2 separate regions of the Hordeum vulgare genome follow, and region 1 is linked to region 2. A link is a contact called in public Hi-C data. All regions are on one chromosome and are shown on one strand. Each heading gives the region's core, a stretch centred on a gene start, on an enhancer-like site or on the middle of the called end of the contact. The rest is flanking DNA. Distances are from core to core; before and after follow the strand shown.

What was found. Hi-C and Micro-C count contacts between places; a contact is called where the count stands out from the background.
Region 1: a Hi-C map of leaf shows a contact between it and region 2, with 2.3 times the contacts expected there. The contact joins two enhancer-like sites. A contact is called at or near these places in 2 of 6 Hi-C or Micro-C datasets (leaf and seedling).

Annotation. Positions count from the first base shown.
Region 1 is chr3H:243,209,300-243,217,047 of MorexV3_pseudomolecules_assembly, forward strand. No RefSeq gene overlaps it. Among protein-coding and RNA genes, the nearest start is that of LOC123443604, 13 kb to the right of the region's middle. Within about 2 kb of position 6,377, at least 2 of the 3 cell types and tissues checked have open chromatin away from gene starts, as enhancers often do. A contact at or near this core is called in leaf, where this site is marked.
Region 2 is chr3H:243,051,489-243,058,904 of MorexV3_pseudomolecules_assembly, forward strand. No RefSeq gene overlaps it. Among protein-coding and RNA genes, the nearest start is that of LOC123443604, 170 kb to the right of the region's middle. Within about 2 kb of position 2,678, at least 3 of the 3 cell types and tissues checked have open chromatin away from gene starts, as enhancers often do. A contact at or near this core is called in leaf, where this site is marked.

The DNA.
Region 1 (7,748 bases), core at 5,127-7,626, 160 kb after region 2:
CAGGCAACAGCAAGCAGCAAGCCTCAGCTTCAGCAGCAAGCAACAGCAGCAAAGCAGCGACAGCGGCAGCAACTAGCAGGCCACAGCGACAGCAGCAACGCGACAGTAAGCAAGCAACAAGCAACGCAACAGGGCAAGCATGCTACAGCGACAGCATCAGCAGCAAGCGGCAGCAAGATGAAGAGGCTCCGGTGGCTGGGCATCCGTTGGCGCAACAGCCTCCGGCGAGGGCCCGACTCGCGGTTCTGACGGATCCCGACCAGATGGACCCGTTCCCGGCGACACAAGCTGCCGGGCTAGTGGGCATAGGCGGCACGCAAGCGGGAATCGTGCCCCTGTGGCGCGCGGACGGGGCTCCTTCGGGAGGCCAGATGCTTCGAGAGCTGCGGGAGGATCGAGGGGCTAGGGCGGCGTGGCTGGAGGAGCCAGGCGGCGACGGCGCCACGTTGCGAAGGGGGAGGACAAGGCCTCGGGGGTGACAGGAGGAGGGGGTCGTGCTGGAGAGCTTCGGCAGGGGCTACCTCGGGCCTGGCGGGGAGCCTGGGCGCGAAGGGCGCTGCACCGACGGCAGGGCGCGCGGCGAGTTGAGGAGAACGACCGGCGGGGCAGCGAGCACGGGACGAGGTTGTGCGCGGGAATGGCGGTCGGCTTGGGCAGGGGAGCTGCTCCCTGGCGCGAGTGAGGGGAACGGAGAGGGGAGACGGGGAATAGGGCTAGGGGTGGAAGCGGCGCTGGGTGCCCGACGTGGGAGGAGGAGGATGGGATCGGGGCTGTCGGGAGGACGGCGCAGCGAGGGGAACAGGGAGAGGGGAAACGGGATCGAGCAACTCTCCTTGTCGCTAGGTTAGGGGAGCCCGGCTGGGCCTTGGGCCGGCTTGGCACAGGCTGGGCTTCTCTCTCTCCCTCCTTGTTTTTCTTTTAAAATCTTTTTCTTTTACAACAACTTGCAAAGAAAGAAAATAAGGGAAGAAGTTGGAATTCCAACAAGAGAGAAATTTTCTCGGAGCCAGAAAAATATGGAGGATTTAATAAAATTGGTTTGGGGATTTTTACACAATATAAATTCGGACATGTTTTGAATTTATTTCAAACTTGCCTAAATTATAAACCATAACCAAACTAACCCCAAATGGACTGAGATTTGAGTGGTGACCCTATACAATGTATATTATTGGGCTCAACAGAAACATTTATTTGAGCACTTCAATCTACAACTCAAATAAATGAAAGCAAAGGGAAAAGGAAAGGATCAAGGAGTGGCTAGGAGAAGAGGGGAAAACAAATGAACACAACAAGGGAAGCAATCACACCAGAGATGATGGAGATCATGCATGATGCGTGATGAATGCAACAAACAAAATAAAACACACTGCGTCAACGAAATAAAAGGGGAATCTTCTGGAGCATCGGTGTCGGGCTGTCACATAAGGGGTCACCAACAGTTGTAGCATAGGGTTCTCACGGGGTGCACAGTGATGTAGAGCTAAATACGGTGTCTCTGGAGTCTAAGCAGACACAATTAATGTTTCGTCAGGTGTCGCAGATATGGGACAGGGGCGCGTCCCTTCGGCACTGTTCTCCCCAGATATCGCTCGACACGCGTCGCGCGAACCGACACGTATCAAGTGGTGAGGGGCAGTTGGCTGCTGCGCTGGCACAGGGGCGGGTCGGAATCCTGCCGGGGACGAGCTGCATGGGAGCGTTGCCAACTCTCCCGGCAAGGGCCTTGTCGGGGCTTCGATGGCCTCCCTTTGCAAGAGTCTTGTCGGGGGCCATGTCTTCAGTCTTCTGGGCTTGTGGCCTTGGGTGTCTTTGTGGGCGCACCCCAGGCAGCGATGCAGCTCTCCGGAGAGGTGCTCTTGCATGGGTGGGCGCCGATGGTCTTGTCGGGTAGTTGCCTTGTCGAGACTTTGCATGCCCCCACCCCGATCTTGCCGGGGCTCTTTCCTTCTGGTCATCCTGCCTTCTGATCTACGCGACTTTTTGATGGCTTCGCATGTGCTTCCTGTCGTCTCTGGCAGGCCTCGCCGCGGGATGGCTAATATTTTCCGTGTACAAGTCATGGGCGCTAAAGGCCCATTCTTCAGCGCACCGACAGGAGCACTCGGTCCTAGGCCATACACGCGTGCGAGGCGTTGTTGGGCTAGGCCCAAACAGTGCACGGGCATGCGCGACCGGGACTCGAGGCGTTGTTTGGCTTCCTTTGGCTGCCATGTTCCCGTTACGCGCCCTTGAATGCACGACGTGGGAGACGTGCGCGGGGTGGCTGAGAAACCCGCGCGGTGGCGGGCCCATCATGATTGGTCGTTTCCGCCATGCGTGCTGCATGCATAGCGGGGGCCTAGCAAGTGGCGCCCGGGACTTAAAGTCCTGACTGGGGCAGACAACCGTCGTGCCCCGGATTGGAAGAGCGGGGCGGTCGCATGCTCGCCCGTGATCGTGGGCGAGCGGATTGGTGGAAGTGGGCGGCGTCTCTTGGAGGTGGGGGAGAGCCAGCCTCCGCATTCCCCCTATAAAGCTAGGGGATTGCGAGGGACAATGCTCATCCCTCCTTCAAGAACGCACTCTTCTAGCGCCCACCCTTCTTCTTCGTCTCGAGTTGTGTTTGCTCTCGGACATGGCCAGAGGGAGAGGGTGGCCCCCGTCTTCTGCCTCAATGGCAAGGGGTTCTCGTGATCATGCCACCGCTTCAGCAGCTGATCCAGAGGATGGCCCGAGCACCCATGGTGGGAGAGAGACGAGGGGTTGCGGTCACCGTGGAAGCCGTGGGCGGGGAAGGAGGAGCGCCACTCCATCCCCTCCTCCGGTGCCAGATCATCCTCCCACGGAGACCCATGCGGAAGGGACGGCGCTGGAGTTCATCATGAGGCTGCACGGCCCCATCCGGAGTCGTCTCCGCCTCCCGGGCCCCTTCGCCACGGTGATGGAGGTGGACAAGCCGCCCGTGCTATGGCTGTGGGCGCACGGTTGCTGTAATGGCGCTGTACAGGTAGACGTGAAGTATCCCGAGCATCGCATAGTGCTCCTCGGGTGCGGGTGGAAAAGCTTCGCCCATGCCCACAACCTCTGGGGTGGGCACGTTCTCCGCTTCAAAATGGTGGAGGTCGGCCTGCTCTCCTTCAAGATTTATGGGAGCTCAGGTGTGCGCCTCAGCTGCTGCGAAGAGAGCTCGAGCGGGACCAAAAGTCCTTCCTCGTGCGATAGCGATGAGGAGGACAGTGATGGTAGTGGCAACAGCGACGGATCCGAGCCCGGGAGGTCAAGTCGGAGTACGATGACCTGAGCTCGGACTGACCGTCGGCTGCACCATCACCGTTAGCTCACGCCTCTCCCCTTCTTCGGTGGGGCGGACTCGCCGGTGGATCCGACGCTGCCTCTTCTTCCAGGAGGCTCATGAACCCCGGCTTCGTCATCCCTCCCGGTTGGCTTCTCCTCTGCGCAGTGTTGGTCCACGAGGGGCCAATCTAGACCCCTGCCGCGGGCCTTGTTGCTCTTTTTCTTCTTGTAGACGCCGCCGGCAAAAGACAATGTTATTTTAATTTAGTACGGCGATAGCTATCGATGTAATATATTTGATTATATCATCATGAATGAAAATATATGTCATTTTCCTTGTTTAATTTCTTCCTGCACGATACAAACCCTACGCTACATTGGGCACCTGTCAGTGCACACAGCCTCGCCGCAAGCGCTTCGAGGACGGGTCCTTAGCAGCCTGCTGGAGGCGCCGCTGCCGGCAAGCTACCTTGGCGCGACCGACCTTGCCGGTGCGTACAGCCCCGCCGCGAGCGCTCGAAGGAAACAGGTCTTGGGCAGCCTGCTAGGGTGTAGTTTCCGGCAAGGTGTCATGGCGCAGTTAGTGCAACCGCTTAAGCTGTTGAGAGGACTCGAAACAAAGTAAGGGTGGGACCGACCGTGACAAGGTTCCTTCGCGTGCAGGTTTTTCGTACCGAAAAAGGTTGAAATCTGCCAAGGGAAACAACCGCTTCACTGGGATCTTGCTGGCGCAGCTAGCCCTGCCGCGAGCGCTTTGAGGAACGGATCCTTGGCGGTCTGATGGAGGTGTTGTTGCCGGCAAGGCTCGTTGGCGTATCCAGCGCTGCAGCTTAAGTTGTTGAGCGGGCTCGAAGCAAAGCAAGGGCGCGCTGGATCACGCCAAGTTTCCCTCACGCGCAAGTTTCGGAACCTGGGTGGTTCGTCGACACTTGCCGGAGGTAAGCGTAACGCACAACTACGCACACTAACAAGTATGAAAATCGGCAAGAAATGCGGAATGCTTAACTTTTATTTCGCTGTGCAGAAGGTTTGTGCTTGGCTTTGTGCAAAGGTTTACATGCATTGCTGGCAAGACTTGCGGAAAGGATGGTTGTTGGGAGCCCCGGGCAGCCGTGCTTCATGGGAAGCCGACAAGGATCTTGCCGGCCTGGAGGCGACTAGGGCGATGTCGGGCCTCCTAGGGAGCGACGGCCCCGGCAATGATGCATCGTCTAGTCGGGGCTGCTCAGCCGTGCAACACTCCTAAGAGGCGCGCTTGCTGGAGCGAGCACATGGGGCCTTGTCGTAGCCCCCTGGCACGCCCTCGACAACAGCGCATCACTTCACGAGAGGTGCGCTTGCTGGAGTGGGTGCCAGAGGTCTTGCCGGAGCCCCCGGCACGTGCTCGAAAGCAACGCTGCACCCTCGAGGGAGGTGCGACTGTTGGAGTATGTGGAAGCCTAGGGACCCTGCCTCCTTCGCCCTCGTCCAAGTCGCCGTCGGTCAGCACCGTTGCTGATGCGGTGGTCGCGGACCGATTAGCCGCCATGGCCGCCCTCCTCTTGTGGGTTGTGGCGATGGTGACGATGGTGGAACTGAAGTCCTGACCGCTAGGTTAGGTCAGCACACCTTCTTCTCCCCTACCTGGCGCGCCAGAGATGTCGTGGCAGATCACGAGCACCTATGGGACCTAGAGGCGTCCCTTGTGATTCGGAGGGGGAGACGGGTGCACCAAGAGCAGACCAAACGGCCGACACAAAGGAGACGATTTACCCAGGTTCGAGCCGCTGCAAAAGTGCAATACCCTACTCATGCTTTATGTGTATGTATTCGATGATAGATGATGAACTGCTAGGTATGTCTTGGCTGATTGAGTAGCTATCCTCCCCTTCGTGCATGCCCAAGGCCTCTTTTTATAGGTCTAAGGGGTCACCAACAGTGGCAGCATAGGGTTCTCATAGCATGCAGAGTCAAACAGTGCACCCACGAGATGTAGAGTTGAATACAATGTCTTTGGCGTCTAAGCAGACGCATTTAATGTTTCGTCACGTGTCCGAGAGATGGGACAGGGGCGCGTCCCTTCGACATTGTTCTCACCAGATATCGCTCGACACGCGTCGCGCGAACTGACGCGTATCAAGTGGCGAGGGGCAGCTGGCCGATGCGCTGGCACAGGGGCGAGTCGGGATCCTGTCGGGGACGAGCCGCACGGGAGCGTTGCTAACTCTCCCGGCAAGGGCCTTGTCGGGGCTTCGTTGGCCTCCCTTGGCAAGAGTCCCGCCGGGGGCCATGTCTTCAGTCTTCTGGGCTTGTGGCCTTGGGTGCCTTTGTGGGCGCACCCCAGGTAGCGATGCAGCACTCCGGAGAGGTGCTCTTGCCTGGGTAGGCGTCGAAGGTCTTGTCGGGGTAGTTGCCTTGCCGGGGCTCTACATGTCCCCATCCTGATCTTGCCGGGGTTCTTTCCTTCTTGTCTTCATGCCTGCTGATCTAGGCGATTTTTTGATGGCTTCGCATCTGCTTCCTGTCGTCCCTGGCAGGCCTCGCCGCGGGCATGGCTACTACAGTCCGTGCACAAGTCATGAGTGCTAAAGGTCCATTCTTTAGCGCACCTGACACCGTCACAACACTTCTTGCAACATGATGGTCGTCGCAACACCGGCTCAAGTCATGACGGCCATGGTAGCACGATGGCGTCATCGCTGTACCGTACTTGCAGCATGATGGCCGTCACATCACCACATGACCGCCATGGCAGCACGTCGGCGCTAGAACAACTCCCCTTCTAACATCGTCTTCATGTGTCGCCGGTAGCCGTCGCAGCAGCAACTCTGTCGCTCCCTTTGCAGTATTTCTTCCAGCCGCGATCGGCCTCTCACGCAGCAAACACGATGCCGACGACCTCGCCCCCGCAACTTTGGCAAGCTGCAGCGACAGACCCTTAGCAGCACTAGCTCGCAGCAGCAATTGCGGGCTCGCAAGTTCGTCAGCCCCCTTGTCTCGTAGCAGCGGCAGAGCCGCTTCTCCGGCGAGATGCGAAATGAGAGAGAGGAAGATGAGATGAGACAGTCGTTTGGACAAAAAACGAGTGGATGAGGTGCTTCGGCTAAAGACAAGCAGTTGGTGGCTCTATGAGACGTATGTCGCTCACGCGATGTAGCTGAGGATACGGATGTCACATCCGGCTGTAGTGGATCAGTTTCCGTTTCTTTTTCTTTCCAAAACACCGTCCGCCAGTTAAGCAGATTTGTACAGAATGTGCATCTTGACCAGGCTTTTTCTCTTCTTTTTGCTTGGGCTTACTCAACGAAAAATATTGTGGTGGTTACAGCCTTCTTAGTAGCACCCCAGGTTTGTCTAAAAAAATGTAGCACCCCAGGTCATGGGTTCAACTCTCGCTGGGAGTGAATTTAAATAAGCCTGGGCAAAATCTTCTGGAATAAAGGACTGTAAGGTATTCCCCTACAGTAAATAGTCAAAAAACATTGTATGATAGAAATATGAGAAAATTATATTTTTCGTTTCTCAACTCTTGGCAGAGTCTAGATTTGGTCCCTCATCTTCTAAACCGGACAACTTGTACCCCCAACTACTAAACTCCGAAGGTTCTTGGTTTTCACCCATTTTGGTGCTGACTTTTGCCGGTTTTGACTCAAATTCACGTACTTTTTTCAAATCCATTTATTACTAATTTAAATAAGCCTGGGCAAAATCTTTTGGAATAAAGGACTGTAAGGTATTCCCCTACAGTAAATAGTCAAAAAACATTGTATGATAGAAATATGAGAAAATTATATTTTTCGTTTCTCAACTCTTGGCAGAGTCTAGATTTGGTCCCTCATCTTCTAAACCGGACAACTTGTACCCCCAACTACTAAACTCCGAAGGTTCTTGGTTTTCACCCGTTTTGGTGCTGACTTTTGCCGGTTTTGACTCAAATTCACGTACTTTTTTCAAATCCATTTATTACTATTTTGCAGGTCCGCGTACCATTTTCAAGTTCACGTGATTTTTTCAAATCCGCCTACTTTCTGTAGAAGTTCATAAATTTGAAAAATCACATGGATTTGAAAGTAATACAAGAACTTGAAAAAAGTAGGTGAATTTGAGAAAAATACGTGAACTAAACAAAAATATCTGGATTTGAAAAAATACATGAACATGAAAATGTATGTGGATTTGAAAATAGTGCGGATTTCAAAAAGCTGTGAATTTGAAATCTTTATGGTGAAAAGTACACATATTTGAAAAAATACATGAATCTCAAAAGATTCACGGATTTTAAAAGTATACAAGTACCTAAGTCAGCACCGGTTAAAACCGGGATGAGTCAGCATCAAAACCACTCAAAGCCAGGACCAAGGATGAAGCTGGTCCAGTTTTAGTAGTTGAGGGTGCAAGTTGTCCAGTTTTGAAGCTGAGGGACCAAATCTAGACTTCACCAAGAGTTGAAGGACAAAAAGTATACTTTTCTCAAGAAATATGGTAGAAATAAG
Region 2 (7,416 bases), core at 1,428-3,927:
TAGTGAAAATGGCAGTTTTTATCATAGCAGTTTTATCATGAAGGCATACTGGCAGCAAGAAAAACATATGCTATAGGTCATATAATGGCATGAATTTACCACATGGTAGTAGGCATGATTCACTTCATTTCCTTCCATTTTAGCAATGTGTAATTAAGGACACATTCATAGCTAGCATCAACACAACATGGCATTCTGAAATAATTAGATTCTCACACTTAGAATTATTTTCACCCTACAAACAGCAACATTTTCATGGCATGTTCACATGATGAAATCTACAGCTAAGCATAACATACATGGCATGGGAAACCTACTAATAGCAACTAGACATAGCATACTACAAATCACTCCATTGCACACACTCAAAAGAGGCATGGTTTGCTTAATTCGAGCTTCGCAAAATGCAACTTTGCGAAAACTGTGGCGATCGGTTTTTCAGAAAATAAATTCCAGAAAATAGGTCTTTGTGTTCACCAGCCCCATGATTGTTGTTAGCTCGTAGACACTCACTTGATACAACATATCCAAACAAAATACAAAATCTGGGTTAGAAGACCATAAGGTCTACGGGTTTGGACAAAAATCTGAGGTTGACGGCAGAAGCGACTCGAGGAATTCTCCAGTGTCCATGGGACTCCATTCCCGCAGGAACAGATGACCTGGATAAATTCCTATCTCACAAGGCTGCTATCCTGGGCTCCTAGGTTCCGGGGTTGACGGCATCGTGCTCCTCTCCGAACGCAATCTGGCCAATACAATACCCACGGACAAGCTAGTGAGTACTTTGAATGTACTCGCCAACATCAAGAAAACAAATAAGTTAAAGCAGGTGAGATGCATGCATAATCCACCTAATAACTCTAACATGCCATTAGAATTTAATTCATGGATGCAATTATGCAGATCAGCAATTCGCCACCAATGTTGTATAAACAAGCAAGGAAGGTAATAATAAATAAATAAGAACATGTGTGCCACAGTCGGGCCTCGGACCGATACCACCTAAAGGGCTCACATGCAAGTAATAACAGCTGCCATAGTCGGGCGTCTAAGCGACACCATAGAAAGGGCTTAGAAGAAATAATAATAAGCATGCCTCAGTTGGGCGTCCGAGTGACACCACAGAGAGGGCTTATAAGAAATAATAATAAGCATGCCTTAGTCGGGCGTCTGAGCGACACCACAGAAAGAGCTTATAAGAAATAATAAAAAGCATGCCTCAGTCGGGCGTCTGAGCGACACCACTGAAAAAAGCTTAAAATAATAATAAATATTGAATATTCAGGAGGTAGAACTGTCAGAGGGATATCCAACAATCATAATCATAGGGGTTAGTCCAAAGTAATAATAATAATAGTATGATCATCCACCACATTTCCTGATTAGTCTCATGATTTCTTTAACTTCCTCCGAAGACTGACACTCAGACCGACACTTGACTAGTCAACCAGTCGTCCTTGACCATGGACACGGCTAGTCGAATAGTTTTGACTTTGCAGAGGGTGTACCCTTTATCCACACCCCACGGGTTTCAATAGCCACTCGGACTAATCCAGCGTATGGTATTTTCGATGTAAACACTCAGAACCAGTACACACCCATTTTTACCCTCGCGAAGCCCGGCTTCACCCGGACTACGCTGCCAGGGAAAAACCATAAGACGGGGAGGCTCCGACCTCGACTAGCATGGGATCAAATTTATATTGCGCACTATAAGGGGATAGCTCTTCCCTCTCGGTCCAAGACCGGAAACACCCATGCCTCCTGACCAGATGACTGGATTAAGTCTAGGGCCATGGATACCTTCATCCCGGCCTCTCTACTTGGTGTGTACCTGGTAATAGGTTTACGACCTACTAGACTGTATTCCCTATCGAAAAGACATGCGGTAGGACGAAGGTAAGGTGACACACAGACAAGACTCAATCTACGGTCGACCTAGGAAGATTAATATTTTCCTACAAGGGTTAGTACTACACAATCTTGCTGACGGAATTATCTCAGGGTTACTACCATCACACCCCGACATGCTTTCACTGACCACTCTCGTCCAACGAGGTGTCATCCCATGGTCCCATTTCCACCAGACACACCTTACTCCGAGGTTGTCTAGACCAAGATAGCATACGAAGTATGAGGCAGTAACCACTCACCACTTGCCTTCCACAAACTTAGCAACAACAATATCCATCACATGCCCTTATGCAAGGTATTATTTCATGCGAGATTCTTATTAATATAATCTAAAAATCACGCAATAGATGCACCATCACAAACATCACACAAATTTATGCAAATTTGAGTTCAAGATGCTTGCCTTTGGAGTTTGAGGAGGGCGATGTGTACCCCAGAATCTTGAAGTAAGTCTCCTCTCTCCAAAATCTTGTTTTGAAAATATTCTAATTAACACACAATTTAAAAACAGTACATAAAGTTGTCTTAGAAATTTTTTAAATAAATACTAAAATAAACTAGATAAAATTTTAAAGAGGTGAGAAAAAGAATCAACTCATTTGGAGTTTTAATTTAAAAGTTGTGGCCAGCCAAACCTGGGTCAAAGATCTATTTTTTTAAACAAAACGGTTCGACAGGGACTGCGTAAGCGCGAGGGAGAGGCGTACTTGGTGGAAGGAGTCTCCACTTACGCGGGCGGCGGCTCTGTCCTATTGCTGGCACGCGGGGGCCACCGGCAGGTTTGACCTGGGTCAAGCCTGCTTTCTTCCTCCTCGGGCCGAAGGGAGGGAAGGCCTCCGCCGGTGCCCGCCGGCGACTTGGGCCATCTTACGGGCACCTGAGGGTACCATCGCGCTCAGGGATTCACGACGGCTTGCGGGAGGTGCGGCACGACCTCCAGGGGGCTCTGGAGCTCCGGCGACAACGAGGCTGGCGGACGGCGGTGCGGCTAGCAAGGGGGCTTCGCCCCGGGTCCATCCCGAGCCACGCAGAGAGGGGAAAACACACGGGATTCTCGTGCAGTTCGATTCCCGGAAAGAACAGCGTCGGAGGGGGCCCAAGGGTGGCTAATTTATGCCGGGGATGGGGCGGTCGAGGCATACCGGAGCTGGGGAAGACGGCTGCCTCCGGCCAAATCGAGTGAAGGGGGTGGTCTCCTATGGCTTCTACGGTCTAGTGTTGAACTAAAACGGGCTCAAGGTGGGCTATATATAACCAGGGTGTGAGTGCCCGCGGTGGCCGAAGGTAAGATCATCGATGGCAGTATCTACGGCAGCACATGAGAGGCATGGGTGAGCTAGCGGCACAGCAGGGGCAGCAGCGTGTCGGAGCAGCAAGGGGCGATGCAGGGGAGTGGTCCAGGGGCAGCTGGCGTGTTGAGGAGGCTCGGGCGGCACCGGCCATAACAGCGGTAGTGCTGATGTCGGCTAGCCGCCACGGCTGTCGCGCTGTGGCAGCGCTGCGCAGCACAGGCCGGGGCGACCAATGGTCGGGGAGGTTTGACGCGACTCTGCAACAGCTGGCAAGGGGCAAGGGGAACTTGGATGCGGCGTCTCGGTTGTGCGCGTGCTAAACGTGCGCTCTAGGCGTGCCCACAGCATGCACAACGCATGCTCGACAGAATGCCCCTCCTCTCCAACTACGTCCAATGCTCCTCCAAACTTCCAGATATAGGTTTGGGGTTAGGGCACACCTGCTAGACATATTGGATAGGGCATTGGGGCAATTCCACAGTGCATATCAAAGTCCATGTCAAATGTGGCCATGCATCCTAAGTGTTTGATGAAATGCCAGAGGCTCCTAAAGAGATTTTATGCTAACCAAAATCTCCAGATCCTACTATCTTTAGGTGTTAGTCAAAGTGGTAGGGTTAGTGTGACAACCCCAATGCAATTCGTCCCCCTCCTTGTAATCTTTCCTTGTATTGCAACCTTGATATGGTATTAGATGAGGTGTGAGCCCATCATTATGTCTTCATTTCATGTGCATCATGGCATCATCATTTATATTTGGTTTTGTGTTGCACCCTTGGTGATGAAAGTGGAGTGGTATATGAGTGTGGCATGTGATTGTTGTGTTATGGGGACCAACTAATTTTATCTTCTCAAAACCCTTGTGCACCAAAGTCTTGCCAAACCCCTTCTCTCCTCTCTTATTTTTTTTCTTTGATGGAGTTAAAAAAATTCTGTTTTGGGTGAAATAAAATGGTGATCTTTTCCTAAAATCCTTTTGAGAATTGTGGAGGCAACCCCTCTGGTTTTGGATTTATTTTCTTGTTTGTGTTTATTTTAAAACACAGTCTTATTCAAATAAAAGACATTTAAAGTTTGCTCTCCAAAAATGCCCAATTTATTTCTATAAATTGGAGCCTGTTTTTTAGAAGCCCAGAGATAAATTTTTTTTTTTAAAACCCTTTCTCTTTGGCCCATCTAGTATTTCGAAGATGCCTGCCTTGTTTTTTTTCTTGTGCAAAACTTTTACCACAGAGAGAAGGAATGTGGCCTAGTATTGTTAGTTTAGGCCCAGAGCCCACCAACGTGTTCCTCTTCTTCGCTGCGTTCGTCACCTCCTGTACGAACCAGGGGATCACCATTGATACCCTGGAGCTCGATCAGACGGCCATCCCTTCCTCCTCGAGACGTATAAGAGAGATCGTTATGCCTAGGTGTCGTGGTTTTGTCACGGCAGATGTCCTCGTTAAAGGACTTAGAGATGGAGCCGTTGTACCTTGGTGGGGACTCAAAGGGGGTGAGCGAAAGCGAGACTCAGATTTACCCAGGTTCGGCCCCTCGTGAGGAGGTAAAAGCCTACGTCCTGCTTTGTATGGATTAATGGTGGTTTCGATTACAAGGAAGGCGTAACTCGCCTGACCTAGCTCTCGATTCTCTCTAACTCGCCTGACCTTACCCTGGGGCTCGGCTTTATATACAGGTCGAGGCCCTAGGGTTTACAAAGTCCTTCCATCCTACTCTTGGTAGCTTTCCTTATCTCTAAGTCGCCGTGTTCCCCACGATCAGGAGCTTCCTTGACGTTCCATCATCCGCACGATCTTTATGAACCGCCCTATAGCTCGTGGGCCATTGAACGCATAATTGAAGGTGAGTCGCCCCTTTGGTCACCCGGCCCATTAAGGGTGGGTTACCCATAGGTAATATCCCCAACATTAGGCCCCAGATTGTTACGAATTCATTCGTGCGAATAACTCCCATAATCTTGGGGCGACTCTCCCCATTTCCATCCTTCGGCGAATGTTAAGTTGCCATCCATTGTACTTATCCTGAGTCGCCATATAGTATTGAATGGCGTCACCTCATCCCCTTGGTTCCAGGGCCCTCAACACTGTAACCGTCAACAGATCTTTTTCCCATAATTGCTTATCCCAAAAATCTAGGCGCCATCATCGCGGTCTCTAACTTGTCGCCTCGATCTCCGCCCCGACAACCTCATTTTCCGTTCATGCCCTTTAAATAACAAGAGAAATGGGGGGAAAGTGACCCGTCACCAACCTCGTCTTCGTCTTCCCTGCGCACCTTGGCTCCGAGCGCCAACACTCCGACGTCATCTCCAAGCACTAGTGCCCCGGTGTCATCTCCGGCTCCGGGGGCTTTCTCCACCGACCACGACTTTTCGGGCGCCAAGGAACACGAAGCTCTGAGCATTCGTCCCCGACGACGATCTCCTGTTTACAGGTACACATCTTCCCCCACTTAGGGTTAGTCCAAGAACGCCATGACCACAGCCTCTTGCGAACTAGCTTCTTAATGCAATGAACACCTTGAACTGCTTTAGATTCGTCCCCTGCTCCAGTGATTGGCTTTAGGTAGTAACAAGCTTCGGGTACTTAATCATGTCCTCCTGCTAGTTTAACCCACATACTGCTGACCAACACCGTAGTTGTGTTATGTTCATAGTTCATCATCATTACTCTAGGGAATATCTTTCTATTTTAGCCCTTCAGTCTTCATAGCGACTTAGTTTTATTACTATAGCCATGATGCCTTCTCTTCCAGTCTGAAGGGCGAGTTAGAACACCCTTGAAGATATACTCGTAGACCGCCCAAATAATGGGCTACGATGCACGTCAACCGTTTGGCGGGTTAGCAAACTTTTTGTGAACACCGTAGGCCCATACTGGCGGGTTAAAACATACCCTAGTCTTTTACTGAGTCGCCTCATACTCCATTTTTTGTAGTCATGGCCATTACGAGGTGTGATTGGTTGGCAACCAAAGTCGACGATGCCATGCTTGAGAAATTCGTTAAGGCGGGTCTCCTCGACGGTAAGGAAACCAATGGTTGGAGAACCGCCCTGGGAGAGTTGACCCCCATCCCTGCTCCAGGAGAAGTAGTGATCTTCACCGATTACCTTGAGCGTGGGTTTAAGCCGCCGGGGTCAAAGTTTTTCTGGGATGTCCTGCATTTCCTCAACCTCCATCTGCAAGACCTAGGACCCTACTCCATCAGCAATTTATGCGAGTTCCAGGTCTTCTGTAAAGTGTATTTGCATAGAGAACCCATGATCCCCTTGTTCTGGAACTTCTTCCATCTAAACCGCCAGACCGAGTTCCCCAACGATCCCAACCATGAGCTTGGATGAGTTAACATCCAGAGACGCCGCGAACGTGGATTCCCGACAGTTCTTTTGCCCAGCCATCCCAAAGGCTGGGCCGAGTCATGGTTCTACTGCCGAGACACTTCTCCACCAGGCGAGAATCCTCTCCCTGGCTTTAGAGCAGACCGCCTGCCCATGGATTTCAAATTTCCTGACAAGCTCACAGAAGAAGAAGATTCGGAGTTTATCCCACTCTTCTCCGATTTGAAATTCCTAAACAATAACGGGCTCATCGGGATCGACTTGTTCCTCTGCTGGATAGAATGGAATATCCTTCCCTTGAGTCGCCGCGACGGGCTAATGTATGATTACGACGGTACAATAGACCATCCACAGCGCGCCAGTCGCCGCCAGCTCTCAGAGAGCGAAATCGTTGGAGTCATTAAGAAACTGACCGGCGAGTCTCTGGAAGAATGCACCAAGATCGGTCTTAAAGCCTTCTGCCGTGCCAACCCGGTGCCACCAGTAAGAATCTAAGCCTCCGCTTGTCTTGTTTATACTTCACAACTTTTGTGGCTTAAGATTTGCCTCCATCCATCAGAAAACCGATGTGTTTTGGCGGAGGGGCCCCAAAACTATCGCCCCGAAGTCCACCAAGGTGCCAACCAAAAAGAAAAAGACGGCGAGCAAAAATAAAACCGCCACAAAGGATTCGTCTTTTGTTGGCGAATCTCACGCAGACGAGGCACACTCAGAGGTAAGGTTTTCCCTTGTTCCTTATCTATGTGTTCCGACTTAAGTTTACACCATACATCCTTATGTGTAGGGCGACGATGATGAGAGCAAGAATGATGTAGTCGAGGTAATTTCCATTTCTTTCGACTCACCTTCTTCTTCCCCTAGACCAGC